Linked DNA regions of Mus musculus: region 2 is linked to region 1. A link is a contact called in public HiChIP or PLAC-seq data. All regions are on one chromosome and are shown on one strand. Each heading gives the region's core, a stretch centred on a gene start, on an enhancer-like site or on the middle of the called end of the contact. The rest is flanking DNA. Distances are from core to core; before and after follow the strand shown. Region 1 has its middle 12 kb from the start of 1700104L18Rik. Region 2 has its middle 8.8 kb from the start of Gm35895.

What was found. HiChIP or PLAC-seq counts read pairs in DNA pulled down with a chosen protein or histone mark.
Region 2: a contact with region 1 is called in an H3K4me3 HiChIP or PLAC-seq map of the SCID.adh cell line, with 10 read pairs. The contact joins two enhancer-like sites. A contact is called at or near these places in 4 of 39 promoter capture datasets (embryonic stem cells, frontonasal cranial neural crest, liver and 1 more), 9 of 484 Hi-C or Micro-C datasets (3T3-L1-derived adipocytes, the C2C12 cell line, LSK cells and 4 more), 4 of 115 datasets of contacts at active chromatin or transcription factors (the SCID.adh cell line, T-cell acute lymphoblastic leukemia, double positive thymocytes and 1 more) and 1 of 9 other capture datasets (embryonic stem cells).

Annotation. Positions count from the first base shown.
Region 1 is chr12:54,218,742-54,225,076 of GRCm38.p6, forward strand. No RefSeq gene overlaps it. Among named protein-coding and RNA genes, the nearest start is that of 1700104L18Rik, 12 kb to the right of the region's middle. Within about 2 kb of position 3,105, at least 16 of the 459 cell types and tissues checked have an H3K27ac peak or open chromatin away from gene starts, as enhancers often do. A contact at or near this core is called in the SCID.adh cell line, where this site is marked.
Region 2 is chr12:54,338,887-54,345,218 of GRCm38.p6, forward strand. No RefSeq gene overlaps it. Among named protein-coding and RNA genes, the nearest start is that of Gm35895, 8.8 kb to the right of the region's middle. Within about 2 kb of position 4,800, at least 5 of the 459 cell types and tissues checked have an H3K27ac peak or open chromatin away from gene starts, as enhancers often do. A contact at or near this core is called in the SCID.adh cell line, where this site is marked.

The DNA of each region.
Region 1 (6,335 bases), core at 1,855-4,354:
AAACCATTATCCCCAGGGCTAGGAAAATGGCTCAACAGGTAAGAGCATTAGCTATTATGGGAAAATAAGTTTTGGGTTTTGTTTTTGTTTTTGTTTTTCTGTTTTGTTTTGTTTTTGTTTTTCAAGACAGGATTTCTTTGTGTAGCCTTGGCTGTTCCGGAACTCTTTAGACCAGGCTGGCCTCCAACTCAGATTCAGCTGCCTCTGCCTCCCAAGTGCTGGGATGAAAAGCATGAGCCACCACCAGGCGGAGAGTACTTTTGATGTTGTAAAAAGAAACACATGAACGAAACAAGAATCCTGGCAAGGCAATTTCCGTTTTTAAAGAAGGTTCCACTATGATCCAAACTACCCAAGAGAAGCTGGGCTGCTCCTCATTAGCTGGGTTCCAACCTTCATAATCTACTCAGGATTGGTTAATTCAGAAGCCAGTACAGAATATCGACTCTTCTCATTGATTCTCGGTGGATAACCACACTTTATTGGGGGGAAGAAAAGTTTTTCACAATTCACAAACATGAACGCCTGAGTTCTATTCCCAGCCCCCATGGGAAAAGCTAGGCATACCACACAAAACGGTAATGTCAGCATTTGTGGAGGCTGGAACTTGGAACTACACATAAGGCCAGGCATGGTGGTTGATCTATGGTTAGCCCAATACTTGTGTCGCAGGACCAAAAACAACGTGGAGGAAAAAAAGGATTTATTTCAGCTTACAGTCTATAGTCCATCAGAAAGTCAGGGCCAGAACTCAGGGCAGGAACCTAGAGGCAGGAGCTGATGCAGAGACTGCGAAGGAGTGGTGTTTACTGGCTTGCTTCTCTCAACCAGGAGTGCCTTCCTATGGGGGCAGTGCTTGATGTGTTTATAAAAAGATAAAGGGAGGGGGGATATGTTCTATGGAGGTGTAGTCAGGTATGGGGGAAGAGGGTGCCTCAGTGGGCCCATGCTGTAGCATCCCTTCCCCCTGAGGGACCAGAAGAGTAGAGGCTGGCCATGAGCACGTGGAGAGAGAGTGGGTAAGAGATTGGAGAGAGAACGGGAGCAGGAAGGCAAGAGCAAGAGAGAGAGAGAGGAGGGGGCAAGCAGCCCCTTCTATAGTGAGTCAGGCACACCTGGCTGTTGCCAGGTTAGTGTGGGGCAGAGCACACCTGGAGCACTAACCCCGTCACTATCCTATCCCCAATCCCTTTACTGCAGCTATATCCTGCCCCCATGTTCTACTTCCTTTTCCTTCCTACCTCAGTGTCAGACCCTACTAGACTTCTCCCTAAATCTGGTATTAGATGGTAGTTTCCCAGTGTCCCTAACTGCCAGTGCTGCCAGGTAACTGTGGGGCATCTTAGACAAAAAAAAATAATAATAATAAAAAAATGCTAACCGTACTCCCAGTGGGTTGTGCTCTCTCACATCAAACATTAATCAAGAAAATACCCTGCAGAGTTGCCTACAAGCCAAACTGAGGCATTTTCTCACCTGAGGCTTCTTTTCTCAGAGATCTCTAGTTTGTGTCACGTTGACAAAAAACTAACCAGGACAACTTGGAGGCCTGGACTAAATATTGAGTTTCAGGCTATACAATGAAACTGTAACTCATAAAGAACTAAACAACATCGATAACAACTTTATCTACTGAAATGGGTTGGTCTCAAGAGCTTGTATTGTAATGTTAATATTGACCCCTAAGGCCTGATTGCCCCCAGAGAGACTGCTAGGCCCAAATGACACTATGTGATCTTGCCCCCAAAGTTATTCCAGATTGGTGCATACAAAGGCCTACAGACTATAGCTGGGCAGAATTGAGAAGGAATTTTTGAGTAGAATCAAGAAGTAAAGAGAAGAAAGTGTAGAGAGGAAGAGATGTCCTGGGGTAAGAATGTTAAAGTCATAGCCATGAGGATTGGCCAATTGGAGTTGGGGGCAAACCAGATGGAACATAGTAACTAATAACTCAGGGTTATTGATAAGAAAGTATATTCTAATAGCATAGAGGGTAGACATCTGCCAAGCACTAGTGCTAATTAAAAATATAAAGGTTGTGTGTCTTTTATTCGGGAACTGAACACTCAAAGGTGGGGCAGATTAAATATTTCTATAACAATCTTCTACAATTTAGAGATGAAAGTGAGCCTGCTTCAAACTGCTGCATATATTGCTGCATAATTCATTAGACTCTTAATCTCATGATTTTCTCACCAATGATAGAGAGTTTGTAGACATGGACAAAGGGAAATATTTACAAGTGAGGAGATGGTGTAACAACAGGAACTATAGCAGAAAGCAAGAGTTGGCTTTCTGCTTTTATTTTTAAAAAATTAATAAATTTTTTCACACAACAGCTCTCATTTTATACCCTTCTTACCATGTCTTGTTATTAATAGATGCAGTAAAATCCGTGAAGTAGATCTACAAACCTGCGACTATAGGACATGATCTACCACAAAAGACAAAGCGCATGTAGTTAAGCATTGCCAATGTATAGCTAGGGTAGTTTGGTTGGTTGGTTGGTTTTTTTCCAACACAGGATCTTGCTATGTAGACTTGGCTGCTCTGGAACTCGTTATGTAGACCAGGATGATTTAGAACTCATAACCAGCCACCTGCCTCTGCCTCTTGAGTGCATGCAACCACCATGCCCTGCATAAATCTGATTTTAGAGTGCAATGAAAGCCAGTATAGAAGCAACAGTGCAGGCTGACTTGTGCCCAGTCCTTGGCGATTCTGCCAGCCTTTGCTGGTTCACTGCTAATCACCGTAACTCCAGTTCTGAGTCTGCCACTCAGTTGGTGAGAGCTATTTGAAGTCATTTCCTGTCTCTGGGTCTCAAGGTTCTCACCTCTCTCTGAGGGGGTAAGGGATCTGACAAACTTTGCATTCCCACCACTCCCTCCTGTTTCTGCTAAGGAGAGCTACTTTGATTTAGGTGTTTCATCCAAGACTCACATGGTAGAAGGTTGGCTCTCAGAGTGGCAGTTTTGAGTTAATAGAGGCTTGAGAAAGGAAGGAGTAGTGAAAGATCCTGGGATCGCTTCTCGGCCTTTTGGCTAAGATCAAGTGTGAAAGATCCTGGGGGAAGCTGCCCTTTGAAGTGACTAACGCTGTTCTCAGAGGCCCATTAGAGCCCCAGAGCTTTTCCCTACAACCTCTCTGGCTTCCAGTCTCATCATATACTCTCTTTATATGCACCCTGGCTCTTGTGATTCACCCCTCCGGGAGGCCCTCGCCAGAATCCTAGACGTTTAGCCTCTAAAGTTGTGAGCAAAATAATCTTTCTTTATAAAATCCCCAGCTTCCAGCATTTTGTTCTAGCAATAGAAAATGGACCGAGGCACAAGCGCTGCTAGGATATTGTATGAGAAGAAAGGACAACTGTTCTATCATTATTTCTCTTAAAGTAAGGCGCGCTCGCCCTGCCAATAAAACAGCCCACTATCACCTGGTGCTTCCCTCTGTGGGTCTTTATCAGGATCATCGTCTCTGTCCGTTAAAGCATTAAAGGGCAGGGAAATCTTGAGCACCCAGATGTGGCTGGGGAAATCAAAGGGCGAACAGGAACTGACAGACTCAGCAGGGGAAGAAAGGGTTTTTAATTAGGGGTGAGGAAACACATGCGCGTAGCAAACACACCTTGCAAAAGAACCTCTGAGAAGCAGAGAGCTTCTTGAAGGCTGGGAGGTCTTAAAGTCTCTGAAGGTCTTCCTCTTATAATTTAGGGTTGGTCAAGTTTAAAGAAAGACAAGATGGCTGACTGGCTCACATCTGTTGTGTAACACGTCCTCATCTCACCTTGAACTCGTTGTGTGAGTCCATCAGCAGGGGCCAGCTGGTGGGAGGTGAAAACTTACACAGCTTTTCTTTGTCTCAAGTCTGAGAATGAGGAAGAGGCTGTCATCTTGAAAGTTTACATCTTGATCACCTAGTCTTGGCCCCCTACCTCTCTGCCTATCAAGGAGTCTCTAACTCCAGTCCCCCACCTCACCAGTACAGATGCTGCCATGGAGCATGACCACATGACTCTAATAGCCTAAGAGTCATGCTGTGAACCAAAAGGCTGGCTTCAATTTGATTAAAAATCTAATCCAGCCTCACGATAAACAATTTTATTTAAAATGTTGTTCTTTGTTTTTAAGTTGCCCCATTTTTTTAAAGTTCGCGATAATTTGTACGTATTCTTGGCACTACCAATAATAATAGACAGTGAACCATCTGTGGAATTTCTGCAACGTTTCTGGTAACTTTTGTGGTGCAAGTCCATTTGATGAACTCGGGCAGGTCGCTGAAAGGCATAACGCCCTGGAAAAGGCTAGAAGTTGGTCTTTAATTTCTGTTTTAGACACATTATAAACTTGAAAATTTATTTCCTAGTTGATTCAATCTGCCACCGCTAAATCTTTAGGGAGAATTACAGGAAGGGAGATAAAATCTTGGTAATTTATTCAATTTTATCACTTCCACTGATCCCATAAAAAGACTCCATCTGTCAAATTATCTTTTCCTTAAAAAAACAAAACTTTTCATCACTTTCTTTATACGGGTGTGTTGAAAACGGGGAGTTTAAGTATCTGTGTCATGAAAACTATTGACGTTCCAATAAAATCTGTTCTTTTTGAATTATCTGTTCTGTGCCTCTTTAGAGAGGGAAGCGCCAGCATCTATCATTTGCTTATAATTCGCTCCTGCAGCACAGGATTTATTGCTTTGGGGGAATACATTATGGCATATTTGAGAAGTGTGGAATGAAATATTCTTATGCTAACACATTCTGTGATTGGGATTCCAATCCATAATCAGTACATCTTTCTTTTACAAATTTCTGTCTGGGTTCTCTTGAAGGCACAAGTGGGGAGGATAAAAAAGGAGAGAAACTGCTTGAGTTGCTCTTCAATCCTGTGCCTGTGCCCTTGTTTCTGAAGTCACAGGCCATGTGCAAGCCCACACCCAAGAACCCGAATTTCATTACAAAGCCCTCTCTCCACTGGGTTTTCTGTTTTCTAACTTCTGAGTGTTTGGTTAGCTCTCACACAGTGTGAGGGTTTTCCTTCTCTCTTCAAGAGGTTCCTAGGATTGTGAGATAAAATTCAGGACACCCCAATTAAATGTGAGTTTCAGACAACAGTGAATACCTTTTTAGTAGATGACCCACATGAAATTTACTATATCCTATATTTTTATTTGCTAACTCTGGGATTCTGCTCCTGACATCTCCTTCTCTCAGGGTAAAAATGGAAGTAGCGGAAAATTTCTCCACTTCTACAAATGTGCCGTCTGGAGACACACCCAGACCTGTCTCCTTCATTCCAGTTGCTGGTCACAGAAATGATTCCCTCTTGAGGTCTTGTTCACTTTTCATCTCTGAGTCACTGGATGTCCTGACCTTTGGGTGCAAGGTGCAAAACCACAGACTACAGTTCAGTATGAACAATTTTATAAAGCCTGGCCCTAGATGGATGGACAGATGAATGGATGTGTGGATGGATGGATGGATGTGTGGAAGGAGGGATGGATGGATGGATGGGTGGATGGATGTGTGGAAGGAGGGATGGATGGATGGATGGATGTGTGGAAGGAGGGATGGATAGATGGATGTGTGGAAGGAGGGATGGATGGGTGGATGGATGGATGGATGGATGGATGGATGGATAGATGGATAGATGTGCACAGTAAAGTGAACCTAAAATATATAGGTCCCCCAAGAAAAAAACTCTACCGAACTTTGTAACTTGTATAAGAAAAAGAAAATCTGTAACTGTAGTATTGGGGCAGTTAAAGCCAGAGGGATCTCAATTCTAACTAAGCCTGGCTTCTGCTACATCCTGAGACCCTGTGTGCTCCACCAGCCTGACTTCCAGGGACTCAATGCCAGCAGCTTGTTGCCATCACCTGTGGCACATTCCCATCATCAACTACGCATTGCTTACTTTCCTATGCTACATGCCCTTTAAAAAGTCCCTCTCTATATCACAGCCCCCCCCCCCTTCCTGGTCTCTCTCTCTCTCTGTATGCCCGTTTGTTTCTATCTCTCACTCAAGATATCCAAACTCTAAGATGGCCTTTTCCTCTCCCCCTCCCCCAATAAACCTCTAGCATTAGATCTGTTGCATGGAGCGATCTCTGTTGCACTAGGTTAAGGCATACCTTGCCCTAGACCCGCCAAGGTACCACCCCACCCCCACTAAATCCTAACACCCTGTCACAGAAAACAAAACAAAACAAAACAAAACAAAAAAACCAGAACACAAATAAAACAGAAGCTGGAAAAGAAAACGAAAACATACAATACGCAGTATCATTTTCAATACGGTGCTGAAAGAAAGTATTTTTGTTGTCATCGTGGG
Region 2 (6,332 bases), core at 3,550-6,049, 120 kb after region 1:
CTTCCAAGTATTGGTCTTTGCATTAGCACAAGCTCCAGACACAACAGACATTAGAACAAAACTAAACAGTCATTCGTGGTTTTTAAAAAGGCTCAGGAGCTATGAATGGGAGCAACTACCCCAGTGAGATTTTTAAAAAGACACCTTCAGTTGGGGCTGGAGGGTGACTTGGTGACCAAGAACACTTGATGCTCTTATAAGGGACCTAGTTTGGTTCCCAGCTCATACTACATATAACTCCAGGTCAAGGGGTTCCAACACCCTCCTCTGTTCTCCATAGACTCTTGTGTGCATGTGCTGTACACAAACATATAAATAAAATTTAAAGACAAAATTTGAATGTAAAAAAAAAATACAAAAATCAGGGAAACAAAGTCAAAACCCAAAGCAAACAAAAATCATTGCAAGTAGCATTCTAACATTCTACGTTATTGTAGTTCTGAGCACCTTTCTTCTATAACTAGAAGGTCTTAGGGACAAAATGCCTCCAAGAATAGTCAGCTGTGAGCTAGCCCAGTGAATATGGAAAGAAAGGGAGATAAAGTAGGATGAATAAAAACTGTCTCTACTTGCAGACACCACAATGGTTGGAGAAGAAAATCTCTAAAAATCCTTTCAGGTTCTGGAAGTGAAGGTCTACAAATAATTATGAGTAAGCTGCCATTTGTAATCTCTCTCTGTCTCTGTCTCTCTCTGTCTCTGTGTGTGTGTGTGTCTGTCTGTCTGTCTGTCTCTCTTTCTCTTTCTCTCTCTCTCTCTCTCTCTCTCTCTCGCTTGCTCGCTCACACACACACAATTAAAAGAATAGCACACTGTACACAGGTAGAAACGAAGCGGTGTGAAGTGCCCAGGGCTTCCAGGTCTCTCAGCCACTGGAGAGGCCTGTTCTGAAACAAGCTACCTCTCCACCCTGACACTAGTAAAGAGGTCAGGAAACCTTGAGTAAGGTTGGAGATATTAATTTCGGGCAGTTAATTACATTCTTTCAGCATCTGCCTCCCTGAAGTTCTCACTGAGAAAATCCTCTAGGAGGATATCCCGATTAGCTATGCATTTCTCCCTGGCATTGACTGGAGAACGAGGTGACTATGGGCTGTGTCACACCACTCGTCGGAATTCACCTCTGGGTGAAATGATCCTCAAATAATTACCAAATGTAGCTCAGGTAGCTGAGTTAGTGAATTACACCGTCTCCTTTGAGATGAGAGACTCCTCAGGAATTGAAATGCGTTGGCTCTTTGTTATTAATAACCTGAACAATGAAAGCACTCGATGTCCTGTTCCACAGCTCTGGGAAGGGATGGGGAAAGCTGAAGAAGGTAATTGATTTCTGGTTCCCATACCTTTTGTTTTCTGCCCTTTTCATTTCAGATGTCAGGATAGAGTATGGCAAGCCGTCAGATCTCCTGTCTTAGTGAGGCACCAACCACAAAGCTCTGAAGTGAGACAAATCCAATGGAAGGGCGTTGAGCAGGTGGCTCCCTGCCTTTCTAGGACCCATCCCACCCCGTTACAGTAAGCACAGCCTGAGCCATTTCTTCATGTCATAGTCAAATTTCCCAAAGCTAAGCATCTCCGCTACTTTCTCTTCCCTTCAGACAAAGAACCATGTGTACTCCTGAGTGGCGCCAGCAGGGAAATCTAGGATGTCTCACCTGGGTGCTCTGCCCCAGATCTCCCAGAATATACAGGAGATAGAAGCCCAGAGGCAAACCTCTGGATGACAAGGTTGATCTTAGACCAAGAGAGATAAAAATGGCTGGAGGGATTTGGAGTTGACAAGTCAAGGCCCAACCTGTCCTGGGGTCGGCAGACTGGTAGATGCCCGTGGGGGTGTTTGACCCTGCTCGTGTTGAACAGGTACACTGGCGTTCCAGGATCTGATTCTCAGGTCTTTGTTTTCTGTTTTCTTTCTTGTTTTAAGGTGGAGTCTCTCTATGTTGCCCAGCTGGCCTGGCACTTGTGATCCACACGCCTCAACCTTCCCAGAATCTGGCATCACAGACGTGTGCCACTCTGCCTGATGGGTTTTTATTTCTCAAGTGTTAGAGGTTTATTTCTTGCACTGTCCTTCAAAATATTTCTAAAGTGTAGCATATGCATTTAGGTAGATAACACCTCCCCATAATCCTAATTCAACAAGCCGTAACTACAGCTAGTGGGGCCTTCCTGCTCCCTGTAGCTCCAGCCAACCCCTTTCACCCACACCCACAGCATCAGTGTCTTACTTTTCTTTGAAGAAATGTTTAAGTGAGTTTGTATAAAAGTACCACCCACCGTCTTTCATTTCCACAAAGGGAAATTTGCTATTGTGCCCTGTCTCTCAATGGTCTTCATTAATTTTGAGATCATTTCACACCAGCATACAATCTTTTACGACGGGTGGCAAGCTATGACTTTAGCACGGTCCTCCGAACAACCATTCTCCATATTGATGATCATTCCAACAATGCCATCATAATTCACTTCATACCTAAGTGATTTCTAGTTATAGACATGTACAAGTAATTTAATAGGATTGGCATCAACATATGAGATAGATCTTATCAATAAAGCCTACAAATCAAGCTGCAGAACCAGTGTTATTTGTAATCCGATAGTTACGCCAAGTTGTCAAGCAGGATATAATATCCCGGGATTGGGTCTCTTCCTTACTGATTATGTAGCCATGAGCCACATGTCTGCTTCTCTGTTAGCATTGACTCTTCACTTTGCTTATGGTCATTTTGCACACAGAGAGGGTCTTTTTTTTTTTAATGTAGCTAAATTTTTAATCTCTTACTTAATGACTGCTGTGATTTGTGTTGTGTGCTGGCTCTTTTTCAGCCATAAATTAGTTTTAAAAGCTTTTGTGGGCTGCAGAGATGGCTCAGCAGTTAAGAGCACTCACTGCTTTCCCAGAGGGCTGAAACCCTCACGACCACCTGAAACTCTAGCTCCAGGAGACTCAATACCCTCTTCTGGCCCCTAAGGACACCCACATATTCATGGCAGATAAACAGATACACAAGCATGTACATAAAAAATGAAAAATACATTTTAAAAACTAAAATTAAATTAAAAAATAAAAGCATACATAATCTCTTTTCATCTCCTTATGGTTTCACATTTTTATGTGTCTGATCTCCCACCTATCCATCTAGAATGTTTGACAAGGTTCAAAGAGAGCAACTTACTCATAAGTACCAGGCAGGTGAAGGGTATAGCATAATAGCAGACGTGTTTCTAGCTCTGCCCTGTGGCTTTCTATCTTTTCCCTCAGACAGTTCGTAACCAGGCTTTACTTAATCATCTGGAGAAAGAGCCTTACTTTCTGCCATCTGAGGGGTATAGTCAAATAGATGAAGCCAGCTCAAGCTTACGAGTACCAGGCCAGAGGACACCATAGTTCATGCTCCTAGATCCCAGTACAGGACCAGACTTGCAAGAGACACAGCCTTTCAGTTAAGCTAAGAAGTTGCTGAACTCAGGCCCTATGCTGTTGGACTGCCTTCAGTCTTAAGTTCCAGGGCCACGACTGAACAGCCTTCAGCAACAGGAAGATGTGTTGTTTGGTACGATCACAGCCTCTAGTGGGAGAGGAGGGCAGACAGGCTGGGGTCCCACCAAGTCTCCACAGACTCAAGCTCTGACCATCATCCTGAGTCTGACTATGCCAAGATAACATTGATCTTTCCAGGTATCCTCTCCAGACCTGATGAGACTCTAAGGAAGAGGAGAAAGCATCTATTTCTGCTCTCCTCAGGAACAAGGGGATATTTCTCACAAGTTTTCCTTTGTCGTGGACCACAACTGATTGACAAGTCCATTCTTGAGCCAATCACTGGCAAGGAAATGAGATCTCTCTCTTAGATCAACAAGGCCACTCAGCACTGGGAGGTTGAGCTGCTCTAAAGGGACATGATTGAAAGAAAGTCGTTACTTAGAGGAAAGGAAAAAAAATGTATTCTACTAGCAATGTGTGATGTCATAGCTAGGGTTTCTACTGCTGTGAAGAGACACCATCACCGCAGCAACCCTTATAAAGGAAAACATTTAATTGGGGCTGGCTTACAGTTCAGAGGTTTAGTTCATTATCATCATGACAGGAAGCATGGCAGCGTGCAGGCAGGCATGGTGCTAGAGAAGGAGCTGAGAGGTCAACCTCTTGATCTGCAGGTAGCAGGTCTTCATGTGACTGTGAGCCACTAAGCCTGGGCTTGAACTTCTGAGACCTCGAAGCCCACTCCCTAGTGACATACTTTCTCCAGCAAAGCCACACCCACTTCAACAAGACCACACCTCCTAATACTGCCACTCCGTATGGTCTTATGGGGCCATTTTTACCAAACCATCAGGCATGGGTACCCAGTTCCTTCTCTCATTCTCTCTCCTGGATGGTTTTCTTTGCTAGATACCATGGGGAAGCATTCCCACCTACAAAGTATTTGAGTGCATTTATTGCAAGCTAATTATTCAATTGGGGGGTGGGGTTTCTGGGGATTGGACCAAAGGCATCGTGGCCACTGAGCCAAATATTAGTAATCATCTTTAACTATCTTCTGTTATAATTGATACTTTTGTACACACTTGTAGAACACAGTGTGACCTTTTCTGTGCATGGATCCAGAGTTTGGAAATCAGATTGGAGCCATTGCCACCTCCATCCTTTCCTACATTTATTGTTTCTCTGTGTTAGGGATAGTCAAAACCTTTTCTACTAGCTACCGTGAAATAATCAGTTAGTTGTTGTTGACCACAGTGATCTCACTGTGCTGAGAACATTAGATGTTATCTCTTCTATGCAACTGCATTTGGTAACCATCCTCTTAACATCTCGCCCTTCCTCCTCCCCTCCTAGACTCTGGTAACCACCACTCTGCTCTCTATTTCTCTAAGAACAGCCGTTTAGCTTCCACATGTAAGTAAGAGTACGTGGCACTTATTTTTTGTATGCCTGGCTTATTTTATTTAAACGTTTCTAACTTTATTTTATATTGTTGCAAATGTCAGGATTTCAGCCTTTTGTCTGACTAGTGTTATGCATCAATGCTATACTCTCCTTATCTGTCTGTCAACTAATGGATGTGGAAATTCAGTCCACATTTTAGGTATTATTTTGGGGGGTTATTGTTGTTGTTTGTTTGTTTGTTTTTCTATTGGGGGGTTGTTGTTGCTGTTTGTTTGTTTGTTTGTTTGTTTGTTTTCAAGACAGGGTTTCTCTGTATAGCCCTGGCTGTCCTGGAACTCAGTCTGTAGACCAGGCTGGCCTCAAACTCAGAAATCCGCCTGCCTCTGCCTCCTAAGTGCTGGGATTAAAGGCGTGTGCCACCACGCCCAGCTTAGCATTATTAATGTTGCTTCTTTCGATAAAGGAGAAACGGCAGTGATGGATTTCATATTCAGAAGTGGGGTGGCTGGCTCGTATTGTAGTTTTACTTTGTGTGTGCATGAGTATGTAATCCAGAGGCCAATGATGTATGTCTTCCTCTACAGCGCTCCAACATAGTTTTGGGGAGACAGGGTTTCTCACTAAACCTGGAGGTCATTGATTCAACAAGATTATCAAGCCAGTGAGCTACAGTGATCCTCCTGTCTCCACCTCCCCCATGCTAGGATTTCAGGTGTGTGCCACTCACCAGACCAGACATTTTATACAGTGACTGGGGATCTGAGCTGAGGTCTTCACACTTGCACAGTAAGTAGTTTCCAACTGAACCATTTTCCCCATCTGGTATTTGTAGTTATTTCTTCTTCTTTTCTTCTTCTTGTTCTTCTTCTTGTTCTTCTTGTTCTTCTTCTTGTTCTTCTTCTTGTTCTTCTTGTTCTTGTTCTTCTTCTTGTTCTTCTTCTTGTTCTTCTCCTTCTCCTTCTTCTTCTTCTTCTCCTCCTCCTCCTCCTCCCCCTCCTCCTCCTTCTTCTTCTTGTTCTTCTTATTGTTCTTCTTCTTGTTCTTCTTGTTCTTGTTCTTCTTCTTCTTCTTCTTGTTCTTGTTCTTCTTGTTCTTCTTCTTCTTCTTCTTCTTCTTTCTCCTTCTCCTTTTCCTTCTTTTCTCCTCCTCCTCTTCCTCCTCCCCCTCCTTCATCTTCTTTGGAGAAGCCTCCATTTTCTTTTTTATAGTGGTTGTACTATTTACATCCCCATCAATAGTGCATAAAACCAACAACAACGTATAAAAGGTGTTCACAAATTCACATCTTCACTAGCATTTGTTATTGTTTAATTTCTGGTAATGGTCATTCTGAGCCATTCATAGCTCATGGTAGTTTTAATATTTCCATGACAATTGTTGATAAATATTTATTGAACTTGTAACATATTCTTAAGCTGGGTAAGAAGCTGAAGATTAAAAG